2 separate regions of the Danio rerio genome follow, and region 2 is linked to region 1. The links are chromatin contacts, called in public Hi-C maps. All regions are on one chromosome and are shown on one strand. The core of a region is the stretch at or near the end of the contact, and the rest is flanking DNA. Distances in the headings are between cores, read along the strand shown.

Region 1 (3,941 bases), core at 566-3,065:
TTATAATAAAATATTTTTATGATAATTGTGTGCAACAAAAAATATAATCTAGTCTTTTTAAGTATAATAAAGTCTTTCATGATCATTTTATGCAGAAAAAAATGAATAATCTAGTCTTTTTTTACAAATAATAAAATCTTTTTACGATAATTTTATGCAACAAAAAATTTATCTAGTCATTTTAAGTATAATAAAGCCTTTTCTATTGTAATTTTATGTGGAAAAAATGAATAATCTAGTCTTTTTAAGTATAATAAAATATTTTTATGATAATTTTAAGCAACAAAAAATTATAATCTAGTCTTTTTAAAAATAATAAAATCTTTCATGATAATTTTATGCAACAAAAAGTATCATCTAATCTTTTTACATGTAATGAAGTATTTTTATGATACATTTTATGCAACAAAAAATTATTATCTAATCTTTTTAAGCATAATAAAGCCTTTTCTATTTTAATTTCATGTGGCAAAATGAATAATCTCATCTTTTTAGGTAAAATAACATCTTTTATTATCATTTTATGCAACCAAATAAGTGTAATCTAGTTATTTTACATATAATAAAATATTTTCTATTATAATTCTATGTGAAAAAATTAATAATCTAGTCTTTTTAAGCATAATAAAGCCTTTTCTATTGTAATTTTATGTGAAAAAAAATATATTCTTGTCTTTTTAAGTATAATAAAATCTTTTATGATCATTTTATGCAACAAAAAAGTATAATCTAGTCTTTTTAAGCATAATAAAGCCTTTTCTATTATAATTTTATGTGGAAAAAATTTATAATCCAGTCTTTTTAAGTATAATAAAATCTTTTATGATCATTTTATGCAACAAAAAAATTATAATCTCATCTTTTTAATTATAATAAAATATCTTTGTATGCAACAAAAATATATAATCTAGTCTTTTGAAGTATAATAAAATACTTTTATGATAATTTTAAGCAACAAAAAATATAATCTAGTCTTTTTAAAAATAATTAAATCTTTCATGATCATTTTATGCAACGAAAAGTATAATCTCATCTTTTTAAGTATAATAAAGTCTTTTATGATCATTTTATGCAACAAAAAGTAATCTAGTTATTTTACATTTAATAAAGTATTTTCTATTATAATTTTATGTGAAAATTAATAATCTAGTCTTTTTAGGTATAATAAAGTCTTATGATCATTTTATGCAACAAAAATTAATAATCTAGTCTTTTAAAGCATAATAAAGTCTTTTATGATAATTTTATGCAACAACTAAATTATAATCTAGTCTTTTTAAGCATAATAAAGCCTTTTCTATTGTAATTTTATGTGAAAAAATTAATAATCTCGTCTTTTTAGGTATAATAAAATCTTTTATGATCATTTTATGCAAAAGAAAAAGTATAATCTAGTTATTTTACATTTAATAGTCTTTTTATGATCATTTTATGCAAAAAAGAATAATCTAGTCTTAAGTAAAACAAAGTTTTTTATTATTTTATGCTACAAAAAAATAATAATCTAGTCTTTTTACATATAATAGTCTTTTAATGATAATTTTTCAAAAAACTCTTACAAAGTGCACATTTTATACCCAGAAAAAAATCATTTGAAGCAGTGTTGTAGCACTCAGTGGGTCATTTATACTATGTTCAGGCCTGAGAGCGCAATCATGCAGTGACACCTCTTTAGTGCTCACTCTCCAGGGTGGGACTGATCTAATGCGACGCCTGAGATCACGAACGACCAGGAACAGCACAGCAGGGTCACCGGAGATCATCCAGGAATGATCGCCTGAATAAAAGCATGCGCTGGTCAGGACAGCCCTTCTGGAATCTTCCCTCCCGCATGCAGCTGTCATTTCACATGCCTGTCGCGTTACACACAAACAGGCTACAGTCACACCGCCAGATCATTACCAGAGTCCCGGGAGTCTGTCTGCTATTGAGCAGGTGACTCATTAAAGAGACATAACCGGCTATATATAGAAACTGTTTTACTGGGGCTGTCATTGAATAAAGCAACTCATGGAGATAAACACGAGGACACACCGTGCACATTAGACAAATAAGTTTCAGTAAAGAAACTTACATCGTGGTATAAAGCTACTATACAGTATGTATTTGTCATTTGACCAATGCACATTTCAGATGTATTATTAGAGGGACAAACATAGATGTTAATACAGAGATTTGCACTCAGCTGCTCCATCTATTTCAACAGCAGAAGAATGGACAACATTCTGGCTTTGTGGTTTTACATATGGTTTATGCTGATAATTTTAGCCGTATAATTCACTGTATGCACTGAACTTTATTTTGGTTATTAAGAAGTTGCTTGTGAATATCATCGCAAGTGTAAAAGTTTGTTTTATTTCGGCTAGAATTAAAGCAGTCATTATTTTTTAAACTATTTTAAGGTCAATATTATTAGGCCCCTTAAGCCATATTTGTTTTCGATCAGACAAAAGCCAATCATATGCGTTTAGAGCCGGAAAAAGAATTTGTTCATCTCTCGAGTGCTCGGGTTTGAGTCATTCTGTCACCTGATGAATGAACGACTCAAGAACTAGATGATTTGAAAGGTGAACTAATTATCATGGCTCCCATCGACTCAGACTGTGTACATTAGTTAAAGTTATATGTGACTGTCAGTGTAACGTGAAGGAACCACTGACATTTGAAGACGCAAGAGATGAGCTGAGCAAAGAGACAACAATACCTTCATAGACAAAAGAGCAGGTCAACATTGAATTATTATTTTCTCCTTCTTATAGTATTCTATTTATGACTTATTTGTCATGTGATCAACCTTTTGGGCTAGTTGTAGATGTGTTTGGAAGCAATTCGTAACATTTTGATAATATTTTCGCAAGTTCAACCAAATGAACGAAATGACTCCAAAAGATTCGTTCATCTCGATGAACGAGACTCAAAGATCCGAGTCAGTAAAAAGATTCCAAACTTCCTATCACTACTTTCGACTGAATCGATCGAGCGCTGCGTCCGAAACGGCATACTTTCATACTATATAGTACGCTAAAATCAGTATGCGAGCCGAGTAGTATGTCTGAATTCATAAGCTGCGTCCCAAATCGCATACTTATGCACTATTCTACGCCATTTTGTAGTATAAATAGTGTAAGTAGTGTGTTCACACTGAAAACTCTAAAAATAATAAGTGCACTTTAATTACCCGGATGATGCACTCATTCAGCCGCTAAAATGAAGTGTGTAATGATGGACACTTCACGCACTCAACGACCGCAGGTTTGCTTACGTAGCGGAAGGGGCGGAGCTATCGGACGCACATGTTGAATAACTTTATTTATTTTGGATGGAGAAAGCAAAATTCTCCTACGAGAGTGATTATTGCGCCTCCCGATGGTGAATGCGGCAATACTCACGATAGGTATTATTTGATAATTCGGTCGTTTATTTCACTGATTTGGCAACCGTCAAACGTCATCAGGGAAACTGTTTGAATTTCCGTTTAGTATAAAAACATTAGTGTGCCATTTGGGACAACACTACATACATGTACTATCCTGTTGAGTGTGTAAGTGCATAAGTACATAGTGCATGAGTGCATAGTGTATAGTGTGCCATTTGGGACGCAGCTCTAGAATTAGAAAAACAGTATGCGAGAAGTACCCGGATGACTTGCTACTTCCAGCGAGATTCTAGAGTGCGCATCCCATGCACGCTGCGCTATCCCACGATGCCCCGCGAGCGAATTCATGAATGGGAGTAAAGCGACGCAATTGACGCAGGCAGGTCACGTAACCATGACAAAATGGCGGATGTAAGACGTCCGAATTCCATTCATACTTTTCACGTTCATACTGTATAGAGCGTACTTTTCTAACGGCCGAGTAGTACGTTTAAATTCAAATGCAGTACCTACTGAGTAGTAGGCGGTTTCGGACGCAGCCATCGATTTTTTTCACATCATCTAA
Region 2 (3,941 bases), core at 785-3,284, 46 kb before region 1:
TTGAGAAAACATTTAGATCAACTGGAGTTATAACAATTAAAACTATTATGAGTTAAGTTTGCAATGTAGAGACTAAACGATTTATGATACTAATAGTTAAAAAAGATTAATAGGAAAAGATGATGCGCTTATCTCCTTTAATTTCAATAAATCGAGTAACAAAGCTTTTTATGTATCTTTTCAAAATTAAAGGTGGTCAATCTTCTCTTCAATCCCAATTCATAAACTGGAGTAATTTTAAAAAGGTTTTGTATGTGTGGGTGATTTTATGAATGATTTAGGTTACCTCAACTATACAACTGTTTGCAAAATAATTTTATATTCATCACACAAATGTGCATGCTTAGCAATTAATATATTTTTGAATGACAATTTATTGTATGAAACGTGTCATTGATTTAAGCTTCCTCTTTTAATAAACGGTTAATTTTATTCTTCTTTAATATGTATTTATTGTTATTTCAATGCTTAAATAGACTTTTTTAAATAAAGGTAAACATTGACTCAAATTTAAATAATTACAAGATTTTAATCTTGTTTTTGGATTTGTTTGACCTCAACTGTACAGAATTAAATTTACAGTTCAGTTTTATGTTAGACTTAAAATTTCATATTTTTTAAACACTTAATTTTTTCATAATTATATTATGTATGATCAGCCCAAATGACTAATTAAACTCAGATATATCTCTTTAAAAGTTATTTTAAAGTTAATTCCTTTAAAATTAAATTTCTTTTACTACATATTATGCAGGATGCAATATTTAGGTGGCTAATTCAGAATATATATAAATATATTATTGATTTATTGCTATTAAATAAAGTATCTGTGGAGGCTAAAATTGTGTAAATTAAATACATGCATTTGTACATTTGATAGTTTAATGACAAATTTTGAAAAATTATAATTACATACTAAAAAAGGGGAGATCAGGTTCAGAAAAAAAACAAAGAAAATAATTTTCCATATTGACTCAGAATAATGGCACAAGCAATTTATCTAAATATATAATTAAAAGAAGCTATTTCGAAGGACGGGGGCCAGAGTTCGTTGGATTGACGCGCCTAGGTGTGACGTAAAGTTGTAACTCCGCCTTTACTGTTTCAACTAGGTCGTCTGAGCGACTATAAAGCTTCTAGGATGCTGCACTAGACGGTTCATTCAAATTTGAAAGTTGATTGTTACTAAACATGTCTGGAAGAGGCAAAGGCGGTAAAGGACTTGGAAAAGGAGGTGCTAAGCGTCACCGTAAAGTTCTGCGTGATAACATCCAGGGAATCACCAAACCCGCTATCCGTCGTCTCGCTCGCCGTGGTGGAGTCAAACGTATCTCTGGTCTGATCTATGAGGAGACTCGTGGTGTTCTTAAGGTCTTTCTGGAGAATGTTATCCGTGATGCTGTTACGTACACCGAGCACGCCAAGAGAAAGACCGTGACCGCCATGGATGTTGTGTACGCGCTGAAGAGACAGGGACGTACTCTGTACGGTTTCGGAGGTTAAACGTGTTTATTATCATAGAAAACAACGGCTCTTTTAAGAGCCACCCACGTTTTCATAAGAGAGTAATTTGAGAGTATTATGAATTTATATGTTCCATTATCATTAACCTGTACAGAATTTGCATTGATAAACATTTTTTGATAGCGGGCGTTATTAAAAAGCTGCATTTTTGTTCGTAACAAAGTCTCAAATTGTTTATAAGGCTTAAGTTAAGAGCATAGAATTTAAACTTTTCCCTATAAGACGCAAATTAATGACACCAAAAAGTGAGCCATGTTTGGTCCTGAGTGGGAAGATAAAACAAACAATCCGATTGCTGTGCGGAAGTCTCTCATGGATTGGGCAATAGGCGGGACTACGGTGTCAAGACTTACTATTGGCTGACTTGTCAGTAAGTCTGTCTGCTTTCTGACCAATGAAATTAGTGGCCTACATTCATTGCGCTCATACACAAACCAGAGAGGGCAGTTCTTACCTTAGAGAATTTGCATAAGAGCCGTATAAATAGCCAGTGTACATCTCATTTAAGCAGAGTTGCTCAGTTACACTCGAATCTAATATGCCTGAACCAGCGAAAGCAGCGCCCAAGAAGGGCTCCAAGAAAGCCGTCACTAAGACCGCCGGTAAAGGAGGAAAGAAGCGTAAGAGGACCAGGAAGGAGAGCTACGCTATCTACGTGTACAAGGTTTTGAAGCAAGTTCATCCCGACACCGGAATCTCTTCAAAGGCGATGGGCATCATGAACTCGTTCGTCAACGACATCTTCGAGCGCATCGCCGGTGAGGCGTCTCGTCTCGCTCACTACAACAAGCGCTCCACCATTACTTCCAGAGAGATCCAGACCGCCGTGCGTCTGCTGCTGCCCGGAGAGTTGGCCAAACACGCCGTGTCTGAGGGCACAAAGGCCGTCACCAAGTACACCAGCTCCAAGTAAAGCGCTGAGTCATCTTCAGCTAACCCAAAGGCTCTTTTAAGAGCCACTAATGTTATTTTAAAAAGAGTTTCCGTTATTTGAGCATTGCATATTTTGCTTTAACCTTTACAGAAGCGTTTATTTTGAAACTGATTTATTAATTACCGTGATTTATATAATATGAAGTGTGTGTATGTGTGTATATATATGTGTGTGTGTGTGTATATATATATATACACACACACACACATACATACATGTTTTAAATGACTGATCTTTTGTATGCTGGCGAATAGCGTAGTCTATTTTGTCTTGATGTAAAGCAACTGTAAACATGAGTAACATAAAAATAAGAAATCTAATTTTATACGTTTGTGTTCTTCTTTTACACATTGCTCTGTGATAAGAAGCCTGTTGAGGCAATATGTTTTTATTTATTTATTTATTTTTTAATCTCATTCATGATCATTAATCTGCAGACTGGCTCCAAATACAGAATGTGGCCAGGATGATCGTTTTACCTTCACTTTTCCAACCTGAGTGTAATGAAGCAGAGAAGTGCAATAGAGTTACTGGTTCTGTTCTGACAGGTAGCACCTCCACTGTTATGCAGTAATCTAAGATTGTTCTTGCATGTCCATCAGGTATAGTTGGACTTGTTTATTTTTGCATATCAGTGTATGATCTTAACACATTGTTAGCAGTGTTGTGCACTTCACATTTCACTACAGTTTTCACATTTGATTTAAAACGTGGTGTTCTTAAAAGGGTAGTTCTCCCAAAAGGGATTTTTTTGAAGTTTTGCTTACCTTGGTTTTAAAATCGTTCAAGTTTATTTTTATTTTTATTATTTTTTTATTGATAATAATTTAAGTTATATAGTGGAAAGCTGAGAACCTGTAACCATTGACTCTTTTAGTTTGTTATGGGGTCTCAGTGGTTACTGGTTTCCAACTTTATTCAAAATATCTTCTTTTGTGCTTAACCGAAACAAGAAACTTATAGAGGTTTGAAACTACTTGAGGAAGAGTAAATAGAGTAAATGTTCATTTTGGATGAACTTCCCCTTTAAATATGATATTGGGCCTTACTTGATGGTCATTCTGTTGATGGGATTATTTTGATTCGCCGTTAAAGTGTCAATGTGAAGAATGAAACATCACTGCAGCATCACACAACACAAAATGACTGAATGGACATTCAGTGTGGGTGAATTTTACTTGTAACGAATGTATTTAAATAATCTTAAGTATTTATTAAGTGACACATTAATGACTTCAGCTGAAATCAGCAATAACTAACAATACATTTACAATAAATGAAATAGCTGTTGTTTGTTTTCTTCTGTGATCAGATATATCTTGCTTTCCGAGCAATTATGTCAGTCATACTGGGTACAATTTTACAAATAACTTCTGTTTGTTTTTTATTATTCAGGTGTAACTTTGTTGCATTAGCTTTGCTGTATTGTAGTGTTATTTGTTTTCTCATATGTCTTTTATAACCAGCATCGCTTTTATCAGTA

Evidence for each region. A called contact is a pair of places that touch in the nucleus more often than the background predicts.
Region 2: a Hi-C map of an unstated tissue shows a contact between it and region 1, with 5 times the contacts expected there. The contact joins the promoter of zgc:114046 here to the enhancer-like site in region 1. A contact is called at or near these places in 2 of 18 Hi-C or Micro-C datasets (caudal fin and an unstated tissue).

The regions. Positions count from the first base shown.
Region 1 is chr25:37,572,330-37,576,270 of GRCz12tu, reverse strand. All of the region lies in intron 3 of ccdc136a (coiled-coil domain containing 136a), which reads right to left. Among named protein-coding and RNA genes, the nearest start is that of ccdc136a, 15 kb to the right of the region's middle. Within about 2 kb of position 1,815, at least 12 of the 62 cell types and tissues checked have an H3K27ac peak or open chromatin away from gene starts, as enhancers often do.
Region 2 is chr25:37,618,866-37,622,806 of GRCz12tu, reverse strand. zgc:114046 reads left to right here and starts at 2,034. Exons shown (of 1, transcript NM_001013463.2): 1 at 2,034-2,778. The coding sequence starts at 2,063. The coding sequence ends at 2,437. It overlaps LOC141381029 (histone H4), which reads left to right and starts at 1,156. Exons shown (of 1, transcript XM_073943383.1): 1 at 1,156-1,503. The coding sequence starts at 1,192. The coding sequence ends at 1,503.